2 separate regions of the Sus scrofa genome follow, and region 2 is linked to region 1. A link is a contact called in public HiChIP or PLAC-seq data. All regions are on one chromosome and are shown on one strand. The core of a region is the stretch at or near the end of the contact, and the rest is flanking DNA. Distances in the headings are between cores, read along the strand shown. Region 1 holds the start of PIGQ (phosphatidylinositol N-acetylglucosaminyltransferase subunit Q). Region 2 holds the start of NARFL (cytosolic Fe-S cluster assembly factor NARFL).

Region 1 (7,631 bases), core at 3,439-5,938:
CCTTCCTGGCCTCGGCCAGCCCCCTGCTGTCCCCGGCCACCAGCTTCCCTGCCCCACAGCCCCCCGAGCAACCTGCCCTGGTCCCGCGCCTGTACTACCCCCTGCTCCTGGAACACAGCCTGGGGCTGCCGGCAGGCAAGGCCGCCCTGGCCAAACCCCTTGCTCCCACCAAAGGGCCCCCTGGGACTCTGGCCCCCGGGCTGCCGAAGGTGCCCGTGCCTGGGCTGGGCGGGCCCTGGCCCCCCAGCGCTCTCAGCGACCCCAGGCAGGAGTGGGAGCTAGAGCGGACTGCCCAGAGTGACCCCCAGAGGAGGCTGCCCCTGGGAAGCCGGCCGGAGCCCCCAAAAGCCCCCTGCGGCAGGGCCAAGTTCAGTTCCCAGAACAGGTGGGTGTCCGGGCCCCATCATGAGGTGTTGGGCGATGCGGGAGGCGGGCTGGGCAGGGCCTTGGAGGGGAGCTGGGCAAAGGTTGTGGGCATTGCGGGGGCGGCCCCTTGACTGGCTTCTGCCCCCCAGCCTGTGGACCGGCCCCTCCATGGTGCTCTGGCCTGAGGACAGGGAGCCGAGTGAGCTGGAGACCCCTGGCCCTGCGGCCCCCCTGCCCCAGCAACCACTGGGCCTGGTGCTGGGGGGCCCTGGGCACGTGAGTGAGGACCTGACACGGGCCCTCGGCGACTGTGCCAGGGTGGAGCAGCGCCTGGGCCAGTTGGCGCCTGCCGGGGGCCTGGCCCCTCGGCCACTTCGGGAGCAGCTGGGGAAGATCCGCCGGGAGCTGCTGACCATCCACCAGGCGCTGGAGCGGGCTGCGTGGCCACCCGACGCGCCCCTCGACCTCTCTGTGAAACGGGCTCCCACCAAGGGGCACAAGGTGCCCTCGGGGGCCTGGGGGCAGCCAGAGCTGGGCCCCGTGATGGCCCAGGGGACCCCCGAACCACCCAGCATGCTGGTGGCCCAGCCTCTGTCGGGCCATACCACCAAGTGCGAGGCTGACTCCAGTGTCCCCCCCCGGGGCTTCCCCTCCAGTCCCCAGAGGACCCTGGTGTTCCCGGTAGCTGGGGAGCCCGCAGCGGGGCTGGGGGCTCCTGGCCCCCCAAGGCCGTCCCTGGTCTGCAGAGCTCTCCAGGTGCCCACGTCTGACCACAGCTCCTGCTGCCCCCTGTGCCCTTAACAGACAGGGGCCCTTCTCCCACCCTGTGCCCACTGCCTGCCCTCACCTGCCCCAGCATGCCTGTGGACAGACCCCAGCCGCCGTGGCCATGCCCGTCTTTGGGGCACGGCAGAGGGTCTCGGCTCTTTAGCGATCACAGTCGTGGACATTAAAATGAAAACCACATGCACACTCCCCGTCTGCGCCTCCGTCTTCCCTCCCTGCTCCAGTGTCACTGCCGGGGCTGGGCGTGGGAGCAAGGTCTCTGGCCTCCTCTCGTAGACTGGGCCCTCCCTGGGGCGCTGGGGCCTTGGGGGAGAGTAGGGAGCTTTCTGTGGGCGGGGGGGGGGGGTGCGAGGGAGGAGGGGCAGGAGGCAGGGGTCTGGCCTGTGTTTCGCACAGAGCGGGCCTCAGCCCCCTACCTGGCAGGGGGCTCCGATGTCAGATTCAGGCAGGAGGCTGCTTCCCCCGTGGTTCAGTGGTGCCCCCCCACATTCCGTGGCCCAGGGCTGCTCGGCCAGCATGGCCTCCGCTGGGCCCCCGCCAGCCCCTGCAGCCACGATAGGCATCGGGTGGCCTTCACAGCTGGCTGCCTCCCTTTCAGCGCCCAGACTCAGCTTTTCCCACAGGCGGGGGCAGGGGTGAGAGGCCAGGCAGGAGAAGGGCCTGGGGGACCCTTGGACTCAGCTAATCACTTCTCTCCCAAGAGCTGGCCACACCTCCCTGCCCACCCAGGAACGGTCCTTGCCTGTGCCCGGCTCCCCAGGCTGGGCCAGCCGGGCTGCGGCCAGTCGGATCAGGACCCACAGCCGCTCCATTAACCGCGCTGGGCGGCAGATAGCATCGCCGTGGCAGCCAGCGTGGGGGTGCGGGCGGCCAGGTGGGCAGTGCTGTGGGTCAGACACAGACCGACTCCCACCGTCCGGGTGTTCCTGGAGGAGCCACAGGAGTGGTGGGATGTGTCAGGATGTGTCTGGAGAATCCCCAGCTCCTGAGTCCGAGAGGCCCCCACGTGTCTCCTGCACCCCAGTTTCTCAGCACCCACTGGACAGACATAAGCCTGGCCCTGCTGGGGGTGCATGATCCCAGCTTCATAGGTGCAGAAACAAGGTCAGAGAGCCAGGAGCCAACCTGCCTAGTCTGTGGGGGCAGCAACATGGACCCCCGGGTGGTCCCCCGGCCGGCCCCTGGTGGGTGACCCAGCCAGCAGGTCAGGGGGCACAGCCTCTTCCCTGAAGTCCTGATCTTGTGGTCCTGCTGGGGGATGGTGGGTGGGGGTGCTGTCTCCTGAGGGAGGTTGCGGAGGCTCTGGGCCCCCTGGGGAGGGTTGGCAGGACCACCATGAGTGCGACCAGGTACGCGGGGCCGAATGAAGAATGTCCCAGAGGAGTTCCCGTCGTGGTGCAGTGGTTAACGAATCCGACTAGGAACCATGAGGTTGCGGGTTCGGTCCCTGCCCTTGCTCAGTGGGTTAACGATCTGGCGTTGCCGTGGGTTGCAAATGTGGCTCGGATCCCACGTTGCTGTGGCTCTGGCGTAGGTCGGTGGCTACAGCTCCCATTCGACCCCTAGCCTGGGAACCTCCATATGCCGTGGGAGCGGCCCAAGAAATAGCAAAAAGACAAAAAAAAAAAAAAAAAAAGAAGAAGAATGTCCCAGAGGCCAGCGCAGAGGCCCCAAGGCAGGCATGCAGCTGCACGGCAGAGCACCTGGAGGGGTGGACCGCGGAGTGATGGACAGGAGCTTCCGGGGGCGGGGACTCACAAGCCCCGCCCTTTCCTAGCCCCCTCCCACCCCCTCCGGCTGTAGTTTCTTACCACACAGGGTAACGCCCCGCAGGGGATCCTGGCCCCGGTCGGAGACGCTCTGTCCGGCTTGGGAGGCCCTGGAAAGACGGCTGTTTCACCGCCGGGGGCTGGAAGTCTCCGAGGGCGGCCTGGGGTAATGGGCAGGGGCTTAGGTTGGCCCCAGAAGGGTCACGTTCCCTGCCTGAACGTGGGCGGAGGAGCTTGAGAACCCCTGCTCATCTCTCCCCGCCCCGCTTCTGGATGCCCCTCGGTCCCCCGGGCCTCAGAGCCAAACCCACAGCAGTCTTCCTGGGCCGTGGGTCTCCCAGAATTTTGTTCGGGGGCCACGGCTGAGAGTCAGTGGTCCAGCTCCTCACTGCCCGAGCCTCCGTCTAAGGCCGCCGGCGCTGCCGGGAAGGGCGCGGGGACCGTGAGGCGCTTCTCGGCACCCGGTGGGGTGCTCTTTGTATTGCGCCCCAAACGTGGGTCCGTGCAGCACCAGCTCGGAGAGGCCCGGCCACCCACCCACCAGCTCTCCAGGCTCCTGGGCCTCCCCCGCCAGCGCACCCGCCTCCCAAACCTCGCACTGGACCTGCCTGGACCCCCACCCCACCCCCCGGCTGCTGGACGGATCCCGGTCCCCTCAGGGCGGTCAGGGGGGCCCCGGGGTCTGCACTGCTCTCCAGATGACCTGCTCTTCCTGACGGCGCAAACGCACCCTGTGTCCACGTGCTGGACCTCGAGGGACGCTCCTGCTGCCACCTGTCCTGCCATGTGCTGGGGGCTGGGGCCTCCGTGCCAGACCATGTGGCTGTGACAGCCGCTGGGCTCGTGGTGGTCAGTGATCTCGCTCGTGGGGCTGTCCGCGTGCTGCAGCCTACTGCCCGAGCCCCTCACAGCCGCTGGGCGACAGTGGGCACCTTCTGGGCCCCCCCAGGAGCTGGCTGTGGATGATTTTGGCCACCTCTTGGTGACAGACTACATTCTTGGGGTGGGGCACAGCTTAACACTGGACCCTGCCCTGGAGCCGCTGGCCCCCACCTCCATGTTGGGCCTGGGGGGGGGGTCCCTGCTCAGTGAAGAGTTTGGGGACATGCAGTTGTTTGTCAGTGCCCGCCAGCCCCTGGGCTCCCTGGGGGACCTGAGTGGGCTCCACTTTGGCAGCCTGGTGGGCGTGGGCACCCATGCAGCAGCAGTGTCACTGTGGCAGACGAGCAGAGGTGCTGGTGATCCTGTTTTCCTGGGCCTGGGTGTCCCTCTGGCTGGTGTCCGAGGGACTGGGGGGCCCCTGGGTGTGGCCTGTGCCCCCCCCCCCGAGGATGGCTGCCTCAGAGCGTACCTGCACTGCTTGGAGCTGGCCTGACCAGGCGGGCTTGGACGGGGGTAGCCCCTGACCGTGCGTGCTCCAGCCAGGACCACGGTGGGGGAAAGTTCAGGGTAGGCGGGTGCTGGCCATGCCTTCCTGACCCTGCACGTTTGCTGACCCTCCTGAGCGCTGCTGTGCCGAGCCCTGCACTGGCCCCTGTCCTCCTCTGGGCGAGGATTCAGTCCTGCTCGGCAGCCGGGATCACCTGCCTCCCAGCCCCCAGGGCCCAGGAGGCCTGCCCTTCGGGGCCAGCAGCTGAAGCCTGGGGATCTCTGGAGAGTTGGGCCAGCTGCCAGCCCTCCCCCAGGCAGGATCTCCCGCTGGCGCCGCAGCCCCTGCCTCCTAATCAGACAGAAGCCGGCGGGGAGGGTGTGGCTGGGCTGGGCTCATCAGGGCAGTCTGGGAAGGGGCGCGGCCCCTCACAGTCCCCCATTTTCAGAGGCGCCCCAGGTTCTGAGCCTCCTGCAGCTTCTCTGGCCTCAGCCGAGGTAAGGGGGGGCAGAAGAGGGGCTGCCCTGGAGGCGCCCTGGGCTGTCACGTGGCTGAGCTGTGAACCTCCAGGCTCCTGGGCGTCTTCTCCCACAGGAGGCTGTCTGAGCCGTCGTTTCCTCCTCCGCAAACGAGGCTGCAAGGGCATGGGGACAGTTCTTGTGAGGACAGACTCCTGCTGCTGAAAAACAGCAGGAACAGGAGGCCCGGAGGGGCGGGCAGGTGCGGGGTTACTCTGAGTCTGGGGCCCAGCCTTGCTCCCAGTTCCAGTGAGGGGGTCTTCAGGGGGAGGGGACAGTGCCTAGTCCTGCCCGGGCGGCTGGTGAGGGATGCTTCTGCCTCTCACAAGGACTGTGGTTTAGGGGTCTGTGGTTTGGGCCATTGCCTGACAAGGTCCCGCCTATATGTTCCGGCTCTGCGGAGGTGGCGGTGGGTTAGCGGGTCAGTGTGGAAAGTTCTGTTGCCGGTTCTCAGTAAACATTAGTTGCTGCTGCTGGTGTTGGGGGTATTTTTCCCTGGAGCAGGAGGGGCCATCAGATCGGATGGCTTCAGCCTCTGGGCTGGCCCTCCAAGCTCACGTGGCCCCTGCAGGAACCAGGATGCTGGGAGAGGGGAGCCGGGAGATCCCACCCAGGACTTGGGGTCCTTTCACCTGGATGGTGGGGGGCAAGGAGAGGGCGGGGATCCTCATTTGTCAGGTCTAATGGGTCCCCAGACGAGGAAACTCGGGATGGGAGAGAGGTTTGGTGGCTGCGGCAAGGTGGATGACTGGAAGGCAGGGGTGTTGGGGACACTGTGGGTAGGCTGGAGGTGGGACAAGGGCTTTGTGCACAGAGCGTGAGGAGGACCAAGGTGCGCGGCGTGGGTCGGGCAGACGGGGACGCTATGGCAACAAGGGAGTCATTCTGGCCACACTGGCTCGAGGGTCCGGAACGTTGCATGCGGGGAACGCTTGTGCGTGAGGCCGGCGGGCAGCCCGGGCACATTTGGGGACGGACCGTAGCGCGGCAACGCCGGGAGCGGGCGGAAATGGGGCTCCTGTCCCGCGGCACGGCCGCGGCGGGGCTGGGGGCCGTGAGCGCCGTCGTCCGCCCGGGCCCACCCGTCGTTGTCCCCAACCCCATCCCGACCCTGCCGCCCGAGGGGGCGGCCCCGGGGAGCAGCCGGTGAGCACTCAGGGGGCGGGCCAGCGTCCTGCGGCGCGACCTTGGGGAGCTGCCCCCGCCGGCCTGTGGTCCCGACTCCCGCCGCGCCGCCCGACAGACCCGGGAGCCCGAGGGTCTCCGGAGCCGCGCTGGCCTCCTGCTTCTCGGAGCTTCTGTTTCCTCATTTGTAAAATAGGGACGCTGCCGGCCAGGGCGGGCTTGAGACTTGGGAGGGCGGTGAGGCCCCGCCGGGTCCTCCTGGGGCCCGTCCGCCAAGCCCCGCGTTTGCGGCGGGGCGGCGTGGGTGCCCTGGCGAGGAATCTGGTCCCGGCCCTGTGGGGTGAAGGGAGGCCAGCCGGGTCCCTCTGGCCCAACCTGGTTCCCGCTGTGGACTCTTTGGAAGGGCATTCAGGGTCATTGGAACCGGCTGTCAGCACTTTACAGCTGTCCCTGACTGCAGTAAAGGGCAAAACCCAGAGCCCTAGATTCGTGTCTCTTCTTCTGAAATGAGAGAAGAAAAGCACTGTTTACTGAACGCTTGTTGTGTTCTAAACACAAACACATAGAGTAAGAACGGATCTTGTGAGCTCTTGAGGAGCGCGAGTCTCCACAGGGGAGGGCTAGAGACGTCCCTGGCTGGTTGTAACTGGGCTTTTGCCCTGGATCCACTCGCGCAGAGGTGGGAGGCCTTCAGCCTCATGAGGTAGGCTACTGAGTTGAGCTTGCCAGGCGCCGGGCATGCCCGCATTGGCCTTCCCCAACGGATCTGGAACGGGCCGGGTCCCAGAGGACAGACCGTCATTCTTAACAGAGGCAGCTTTCCCAGGCTTGTGCACAGTCTTTAAAGATGTTCGAGGCGCGGGGTTGCTGCCTGCTCCCTCCCGTCTGCACCTCTGCTATCGATTGCCTGCTCTTTCATCTTTTCCTGGCGGTCTGATCTGAGAGCCTTCTTTGTGCTGGTCCCGCCCAGAGGCTGAGGCGGGGTGGGGATGGAAGCTTGCCCCATGATTTAAGAGAAGAGCGCTCTCTCTGCCCCACGGACGGGAACACCACCCTTTGCTCTCTGCTCTTCCCTAGACAAGAGGAGCTTTTTTTGGGAAAAGTTTGTAGATGAAGCATAAAACACACAAAGAAAGTGCACCTACAGGTACAGCTCAATGAATTTTCTGAAAGTGAACTCAGTGTGTAGCCCACTTCCCCCAGAGCCCCTGCTCGCTCTTTTGCCCGTGGCCTGCAGCAGCTTGATGTGATCTCAGTTCCCAGGCCGGGAACAGAACCCAGGCCGCAGCAGTGAAAGCTCCAGGTCTTCACCGCTAGACCCCAGGGAACTCCCTCCCACCAGTTGTGTTCAGTTTCTGACATCGGCTACGGGCAGTTTTCCTTAGGTCCTGTGAAAGGAGTCCCAGGCAGGGTGTGATGCTGTCATTTGGCTGAGCTGGTGTGTCCGATGGGCTGGTGCTGAGAGGCTTGGACCAGGCTGGCTGGTCCCCCAGGTGGTCACCCAACCAGATGTGCCAGGACCCTAAGGCAGAACGGCTCTGTCCTCACAGTGCCCCTCAGAAGGGTCAGGAAGGCCAGCTGGTCCTTGCTGATGGCCACAGAGACTTTCTCCTGGAGACACTCGCGTGGCTGGCCCTCTCTGGTCTCTGGGCAGAGGGGCATTTGGAAGCCTGGCTGCTGGTTGACTCAGGGGACCCT
Region 2 (7,715 bases), core at 2,372-4,871, 130 kb after region 1:
AGGTCGCAGACGCGGCTCGGATCCCGCGTTGCTATGGCTCTGGTATAGGCCGGTGGCTGCGGCTCCGATTGGACCCCTAGCCTGGGACTCTCCGTATGCCGTGGGAGCGGCCCTAGAAAAGGCAAAAAGACAAAAAAAAAAAAAAAAATGCAGAGAGTGGCTGGATTCCAGACGCGGGAAGCGCAGCAGCAGAATCCAGACGGCCTTCTCCTAGAAGGCCCGAGCCCCCGCCCACGCCCAACCTGGACCGCCTACCTATTCTTTTAAAGAACGCAGTGAGCTTCCTGGCAGTGTCTGTGGGGTTCAGCTGGAACCTCACAGCCAGTGACGCTTGGGACTGGGGTGAGACTGAGATGACAACCAGCCTCTGCTGACCAGGCGCTGCTGTCTGTGAAGCAAGGGACACGATGCTCGCTGCGTGTTCCGCACAGGCTCCCGGTGGGCCCGAGCTGGTGTGCCCAGGCCCTGACTGCGTCATGCATGCGGGATTCAGGGTTCAGGGCGAGCAGCTCGGTGTCGAGACACTGACAATGGTGACTCACGGAGGTTCCCACGGATGAGACCGGAATGTGCCAGGAGCCACCAGGTGACACAGGACAAGCAGCACCAAGATGAGCTGCCCTGACAACACGAGTGGGGCCGCTGGGCCGACGTGGGGTTAGAGCGGCATCCTCAAGACCACCCACGGCTCACCTTATTGGCGTCTAGAACCTTCCGCAGCTCCTCGTGGCTCTGCTGAGTGATGAGCACGGTCTCTGCCGAGGTGACACAGCCGCTGCACGCCAGGCAGTCATCCAGTGAGATCTTGGCCTTCTCCAGCTTCCTCGTCCCTCCGTCCTGGAAGCACGAGAAGCCGGGACCCCGAGGCCCCTCGGCGTGAGGACACGGAGCTCTCAGGGTGATGGGACCCACAGGAAACCCTTATCCTCTGGCTCACAGCACTGACAACCAACGTGCTAGGTGGCTGGCTTTACACGCCAGGAGTTATCGGAAAATATTTCTCACGGAAACACCGCTACACACTCTAGGTTTTCCCCGTGGCACCAAAGTCGAACCGGTACGGACGTGGCTGGCCCAGCCGATCGGATCAAAGAGGTGTGCTGCCCGTGAGGGGTGGGAGACAGGTGTTAAATCTGCAGAGGCAGCTGACACATCACAGAAGTCCTGATGGCTGTTGGTCCCCCAGCTGCACTCATGGGGCTGTGGGGACAAGGAAATGCCACCGGCCAGGCCCTCGAAGATGGAAGAGCAAAGCAAGAGTGCAGATGAAGGAAGAAAGGACAGAAGGACAGGAACGGGGCAGAGGGAGGCGACGGCGGGCGCCTGCGCCCCAGGCCCCAGCGCTGGCAGAGGAGAAGCAGCAGAGACAAGTGGGCCAGTCCGACTCCACAGACAGGCGCTCCCGCCGTGGCGCAGCGGAAACGAATCCAACTAGCATCCACGAGGACTCAGGTTCGATCCCTGGCCTCTGTCACTGGGTTAAGGATCCGGCGTTGCCGTGAGCTGGGGTGTGGGTCGCAGATGAGGCTGGGATTGGCGTTGCTGTGGCTCTGGTGGAGACCAGCAGCTGTAGCTCCAATTACACCCCTAGCCTGGGAAACTCCATATGCCTCGGGTGTGGCCATAAAAAGACAAAAGATTGCCAGGCAGTCCCCAGCCTCTTCGGAGATGCAGCTGATCCCAGCGGGGCCCCTTCATCCCCTCTGCCCACACAGAAGTGGTCTGGCCAGGTACGCTTCAGGACCCAGAAGGTGACCAGGGCGCTGAAGAGACCAGAACTCCCTTCCGGCCCAGCTCACTAGGCCTCACTTGGCCCCAAAGCTACCGTTTTCCAAGTCCAGGCAGCCTGAAGGCCAGGCTGTGATGCTCTGCTGACCAGGAGGCTGTTGTGCTTTCAGCTTCTCTCCCCTTTAAGCCCAGCAGCTCTGGGCTGCCCCTGGCTTGCTGCTGGGTCGCTCTCCTAGACCCGACGCGATGCGCCTGGATCTGGGAACGCGGGATCCCGCTGCCTGGCCCCACTGTGAGCCATCCTGTGTCCCCTCCCCTGCGTGGGGGCAGGGTGTCCCTGGGCCTGTGCGCCTGGCGCCTGCCATCCATAGACATTCTCGAGGGTCCAGATGGCACACAATCGGGGTACATGTCGGCACTGCTGACGTCTGAAAACCTTTAAAGGTGTGAGAGAACAGGTGGTCTGGACCCAGAGACCTCACACAGAGCTCGGAGAGAGAGAACGGGACACGGGGACATCTCTGCCAAAAGAGCTTCCTCTGCAGAACCAATCAAACTCTGTGTTCAGCCTCTGTGGCCCCCTCACCGCCCCAGGCTTCCCTCCCTGCTCTCCCAGACTCCCCAGCTGTCAGTGAATCCGATCAGTGAGAAAGAACTGTCCAGGTATGGGAGGCCCATGGTCCCTGTGCTTGTTGCTGGACAGAGCAGTGAGATGTGTGTCAGGTCAGCCGAGCTGGAACCTACCGCACTGACTTGGAAGTAATTCCCATCATCTTCGATGTAGATCTTGGCCCCGCTGCTTCCCAGCTTCTTATCCACCTTCACGGGCTTGATGCAGTCCTGTACCAGTAAGAGACCCCAAAGACCGGCCTGAGTGCACGGAGGCATGGGAAGAGGGCCGACCCGATGGCCACACCGCTGCCTGGGATGAAGGGTCTGCCCCAATTCCCGTCTTCCTGCTGCAGCCGCCGAATTAGCGCTATGGCTGCTTACCCTACTCCCACTGGTCCAGTCACCCTGCCTGCCGGGGTTCCTCGGCAGGTCACAGTAGATGGAGGAAGTGCGACGGGGGCCTGCATGCTAACCTGTGTGCAGACACCAACCCTGACCCTGACCCTTCCTCAGCAAAAACTCGATGCGTGGCACCGCCCAGAGGGCCACTGGCTGCTGAGAGCCAGCCAAGGGTGGGCAGGAATGCTCTGCTTGGACATCACCTGCCCGCCCAGTTCCCGGAAAAAGGCTCCCTTCTCTCCCCAACTCCTTGAGTTCTGTCTCTCTCATCACCGGGAGAACCTCACTGGCCTCACCTTCCAAAAGAGGGCCAGCCCCAGAGCGCCTTAGCAGGCCTGTCCGAGCTCCCCCCTGCCGCTGGTTGGAACCAGCCGCACCCGCTCCTCCTCCGGGGACTCATCGGCCCTCTGGAGGCCTGGTCCTGCGCGGCTGGTGGCATCGATAAGCGCGGACACCCTATGAGGGCGGCCGGCTATCAAGCGCAGCTGCCTTGTGCCTTTGGCGGCAAGCTCTAGCTTCCTCCCCGAAGGTGACACCGACGACCACCACCGCGGTGACTCCAGTGGGCCACCACCTCCGCCCTTGCAGTGTTCACACGCAAGAAACCGGCCAGAGAAGGTCAGCAGGGTCTTCCGGGCCCTGAGCTGGGTGGCACCGGCTGCTGTGCCCGCCCGGGAAAAGGACGCGATCGCCCCTGGGCTGTGCGGCCCCGCGACCCCGATGCCGAGCTCCCCGCTGCCCGGCCCGCCCACCTGAGACGGCGCGATGAAATCGTCCAGGTCCGTCAGCTGCACGGCCCCGCTGAAGGGCGACGCCATGGCGCCACACTGCCGTCGGGTCACCGCGCGCAGGCGTCGCCAAACGCTGCAAAAACGGCGAGGCGGTTCCGCCACGCTACCGGAAAGCGCCCGCCAGGCGCAAGCGCGAATGGCCTAGTGGCTGGGCGCCCGGTAGGCGCGCGCCCCCTGCTGGGGGGTCTGGGCATCTCACTCCGCGCCGGCGGAGGTGCTGCGCGGAAAAGGGGGGCCTCCGTCGCGGTTCCAGACTCACCTGCCAGGCAGGTGTGCAGCCCGCCCGCCCCCTCCTTCTCCGCCCTAGGATTTTGCAGAGGCAGCAGACTTGCTTTATTTGGTTCCGGACGCAGCCCAAGAACGTAGAAGAGCGCCTGCCACGCAGGAGTGCGCGACTTCGGTAGAGGAAAATGAGAATGACGCGGATGGGCCGTCTTTCTTTCCTTTTTTTTTTTTTTTTGTCTTTTGTTGTTGTTGCTATTTCTTGGGCCGCTCCCGCGGCATATGGAGGTTCCCAGGCTAGGGGTTGAATCGGAGCTGTAGCCACCGGCCTACGCCAGAGCCACAGCAACGCGGGATCCGAGCCGCGTCTGCAACCTAACCACAGCTCACGGCAACGCCAGATCCTTAACCCACTGAGCAAGGGCAGGGACCGAACCCACAACCTCATGGTTCCTAGTCGGATTCGTTAATCACTGCGCCACGACGGGAACTCCCCGTCTTTCTTTCCGATGCTGCAGCTGAGTGCAGAGCCTTGGGGTTCTAGGAGGGAGCTCGCGGTTATTTTGGAGACCAGCTTGAGAAAACTTCATTTCCCTGTGAGTTTTATGACACAGGTTCTGACACAGGACCTCTGCTGGCTAGACTCGGTATGTACTTTTTTTTTTTTTTTTGGTCTTTTTCTAGGGTGGCACCCGCGGCATATGGAGGTTCCCAGGCTAGGGGTCTAATCAGAGCTGTAACTGCTGGCCTATGCCGTGGCCACAGCAGCTTGGGATCTGAGCCGCGTCTGCGACCTACACCACAGGCGGCGGCAACACCAGATCCTTAACCCACCGAGCAAGGCTGGGAATCAAACCTGCAATCTCATGGTTCCTAGTCCGATTTGTTAACCACTGATCCACGATAGGAACTCCAACATTTAATGACCATTTTTTATGGGAGCTTTCCAGAAAACTCCAGTGGTCGATTCTGGCACAGCCCCAGGCCCTACGTGTACCCCGGCGTGACGCTGTCCTGGCAGGCTCAACCCCAGAATATTCGCTGAGCATAATGTCACGTTTGGGGAGGGGGGGGTCCCTCCCGGCCTGTGCTCTTCTTGGGGTTATTGTCCTGAGGTAGGCTTCACCTGGCAACTCCCAACCTGCCTGTGGGTTAACTGGGGTCCAGAGGCCTGAGGCACTGCCTCCTGGAGCACCTCCCAGGACAGGAAACTTCTTCTCGGTAGTGAGAGGAGCTTGCCCCAGGAGCTTCCAGGCCCCCGCATCCCCGACCCTAGCAGTGTCTGATGAAGGTCTGGGACATGATGCCTGAAACCTCAACAGTCTTGCTCGTAAACAGACAAAGTGCAAAATAAACTCAGCTTTGTTGAAACGCCCCGGAGGAAGTTTACAAGAAATGTGTGAGAAGAGTAAGTGCTGTTAGGGTCAGTTAGGCCGGGGTGACGGGTAGGGTTTATAGCAGAGGGACCTCTGGCTGAGGCTGGGGGACAAAGGCTGGTTCTTCTCATGCTGGAGGGAGGTTTGCTGTTTAGATGTGCAGGGCAGTTTCCATCTTTGCCCAGAGTCCGTGGAGCAAAGGTGGGGGCGAGTCGAAGATGGAAACAGGTCGAAGGCCCGTCCGCTGATGTGCTTAAAGGAACATGGCCCCACCCGGGCCACGGACGGCCACGCGGCTGCAGGAGGATGAAGCACTAACCCGCTGCAACCTAGACGGATCTCGACGCTGGGCTCAGGGAGGGAGCCAGACACAGCACCGTTCGTGTCACTCTGCTCTTGTGAAAAGTGGGAAACAGGCAAATCCGTGGGAAAGGAGAGTAGATCAGAGGCAACCGGGGCCTCGGGAAGAGGGTTTCAGTCTGGGGTGATGAAAACATTTTAGAGGAGTTCCCATTGTGGTGCAGCGTAAACGCAGCCGACGAGGAACCATGAGGTTGCAGCTTCAATCTCTGGCCTCGCTCAGTGGGTTGAGGATCCAGCGTTGCCGTGAGCTGTGGGGTAGGTCGCAGATGCAGCGTGAATTCCGCGTGGCTGCGGCATAGACTGTGGCTGCAGCTCCTTTTTGACCCCTAGCCTGGGAACCTCCATATGCCACGGGTGCGGCCGTCAAAAGACCAAAAAAAAGGAACCCACCGTGAATGTAACTCCTGCCACTGAGTCATATGCTTAAACATAGTTACAGTGGCAAACTTGGTTATGTGTATTATAACAAAATAATGCAGCACGTTATCACATTGCAAACTCAATAATGTGATATGTTAAAAACTCTTGAGTTGTGGACTTTCACTGGGCAAATTGTGTGGTGTGTGAATTTACTTGTTTTTGGCTCCACCCACAGCAAGTGGAAGTTGCTGGGCCGCTTCCTGGGAGTGAAGCTGCACGGCATTTCGGCCTGTGCTGCAGCTGGGGCGGCAACGCTGGATCCTCAACCTGCTGCACCACGAGGAAACTTCCGGTATGTGAATTTATGTCTCAGTAAAACTATTGGGGGAAAAAAAAAAAAAAACGAAGGGGACTGGAGCCTGCCACTCAGACTAGCCGCCCCAAGGCGACCCTCAGAGACTCAGGCGGTAAGTACACCCTGGTCTGCCCAGTTGCAGGCTGTCGTTCCACTGCCCTTGTGGGAGTGCCGGGGTAACTGCCAGAGCCAGTTTCTGGTTTAAAACCATCTCAGCAGGGGAAGTTCCCGTTGCGGCTCAGCCAGTATCCATGAGGACTCGGGGTCCACTGGCCTGGCTCAGTGGGTTAAGGATCCGGCTTTGCCGTGAGCTGTGCCGTAGGTTGCCGACGCAGCTTGGATTTGGATCTGGCGTTGCCGTGTCTGTGGCCTAGGCGGGCAGCTGCAGCTCTCATTCAGCTTGGGAACCTCCATGTGCCTCAGATGCGGCCTTAAAAAGACAAAAAGACGTCTGAGCAGGAGGTTTCTGACACACACACACACACACACTCCGCCCCAGCTGAGGGCAGGCCTTCTTCTGCCTGCTGTGGGTGGAGCCAGGAGCGGGGACTTCTCAGCCCCTTGAGGGTCTTTTAATGACTCACAGCCACGTCCCTAGAGACCTGGGCTCTTGTGCCAACCTCACACCTCACCGCCGCCACCTGCTCTCACGTTTTGCAGGTGGTTTCATCATTGTCCTTACCGGCCCATGCGCAGTGCAGAGTCTACACACACAGGGGACCGAGAGGGCCGGGGGAGGCCACGGCGCGGGGCCGAGGCCCGGAGGCCAGGCCGGTCAGCCCATGCAGCTGCCCTGACGCTGGGGCCGGTGGGCCCCCCTTTCTCTGAACTGGAGCAGGCACCCTCCCAGCCTCTGCTCTGGACGTGCCCACAGTGGACCATGCCCATTGCCCTCCGATGGGAGTAGGGGGGCTTTCTCCTGAGGTGTGACAAGCTGCTGGCCCTCCGGCAGCTTGGCCTGAGTGCCACCCTGTCAGGAGTCGGACCCCCTGTTGTCGTGCGGCTGCTGGAGCAGAACCGCGGCCGGAGGCTTAAAGCAGCAGAAGCGATTCTCATGTGGTTCTGGGGGCTGGAAGGCTGCAATTGCGGTGTGAGCACCCCCTCGCCCCCTCCAAGGGCTTCCTGCCTCCTCCAGCCTCTGGGGGCGCCAGGCGTCCCTGGGCTGGGCCAAGTCCCTGCGGGCTCCACGGTCCCGCGGCTCCTGTGTGTCTTCTTCCCTCTCTCATCCCATAAGGATGCAGCCTTGGATTTAGGGCTGCCCTGATCCAGAACGCTCTTCTCGGGAGAGCTGTAGCTTCATGACACCTGCAAAGACTCTTTTTCCAAGTGAGGTGCCTCCCTCTCAAAAAACATCTGAGGCTTCACCACGGAGTCTCCCGCAGGACAAGTCCGATTTTTTGTGAGACTCTCGGGGGTCCCAGGACAGCTGAACAATGGGGTGCGTCTCACCAGGCGGTAGCCCCCCTCCCCCAGGGCCTGGCCGGCCCTCAGGGGAACCAGTGGGATGGA

What was found. HiChIP or PLAC-seq counts read pairs in DNA pulled down with a chosen protein or histone mark.
Region 2: an H3K27ac HiChIP or PLAC-seq map of alveolar macrophages shows a contact between it and region 1. The contact joins the promoter of NARFL here to the promoter of PIGQ in region 1. A contact is called at or near these places in 1 of 5 promoter capture datasets (liver), 3 of 47 Hi-C or Micro-C datasets (alveolar macrophages, blood and liver) and 1 of 2 datasets of contacts at active chromatin or transcription factors (alveolar macrophages).

The regions. Positions count from the first base shown.
Region 1 is chr3:41,174,510-41,182,140 of Sscrofa11.1, reverse strand. It overlaps PIGQ (phosphatidylinositol N-acetylglucosaminyltransferase subunit Q), which reads left to right and starts at 4,688. Exons shown (of 10, transcript XM_021086906.1): 1 at 4,688-4,787. It overlaps PRR35 (proline-rich protein 35), which reads left to right. Exons shown (of 4, transcript XM_021086914.1): 2 at 1-385; 3 at 516-994; 4 at 997-1,332. The coding sequence ends at 1,136.
Region 2 is chr3:41,038,578-41,046,292 of Sscrofa11.1, reverse strand. It overlaps NARFL (cytosolic Fe-S cluster assembly factor NARFL), which reads right to left and starts at 3,621. Exons shown (of 11, transcript XM_013995763.2): 1 at 3,492-3,621; 2 at 2,473-2,568; 3 at 694-837; 4 at 256-388. The coding sequence starts at 3,557.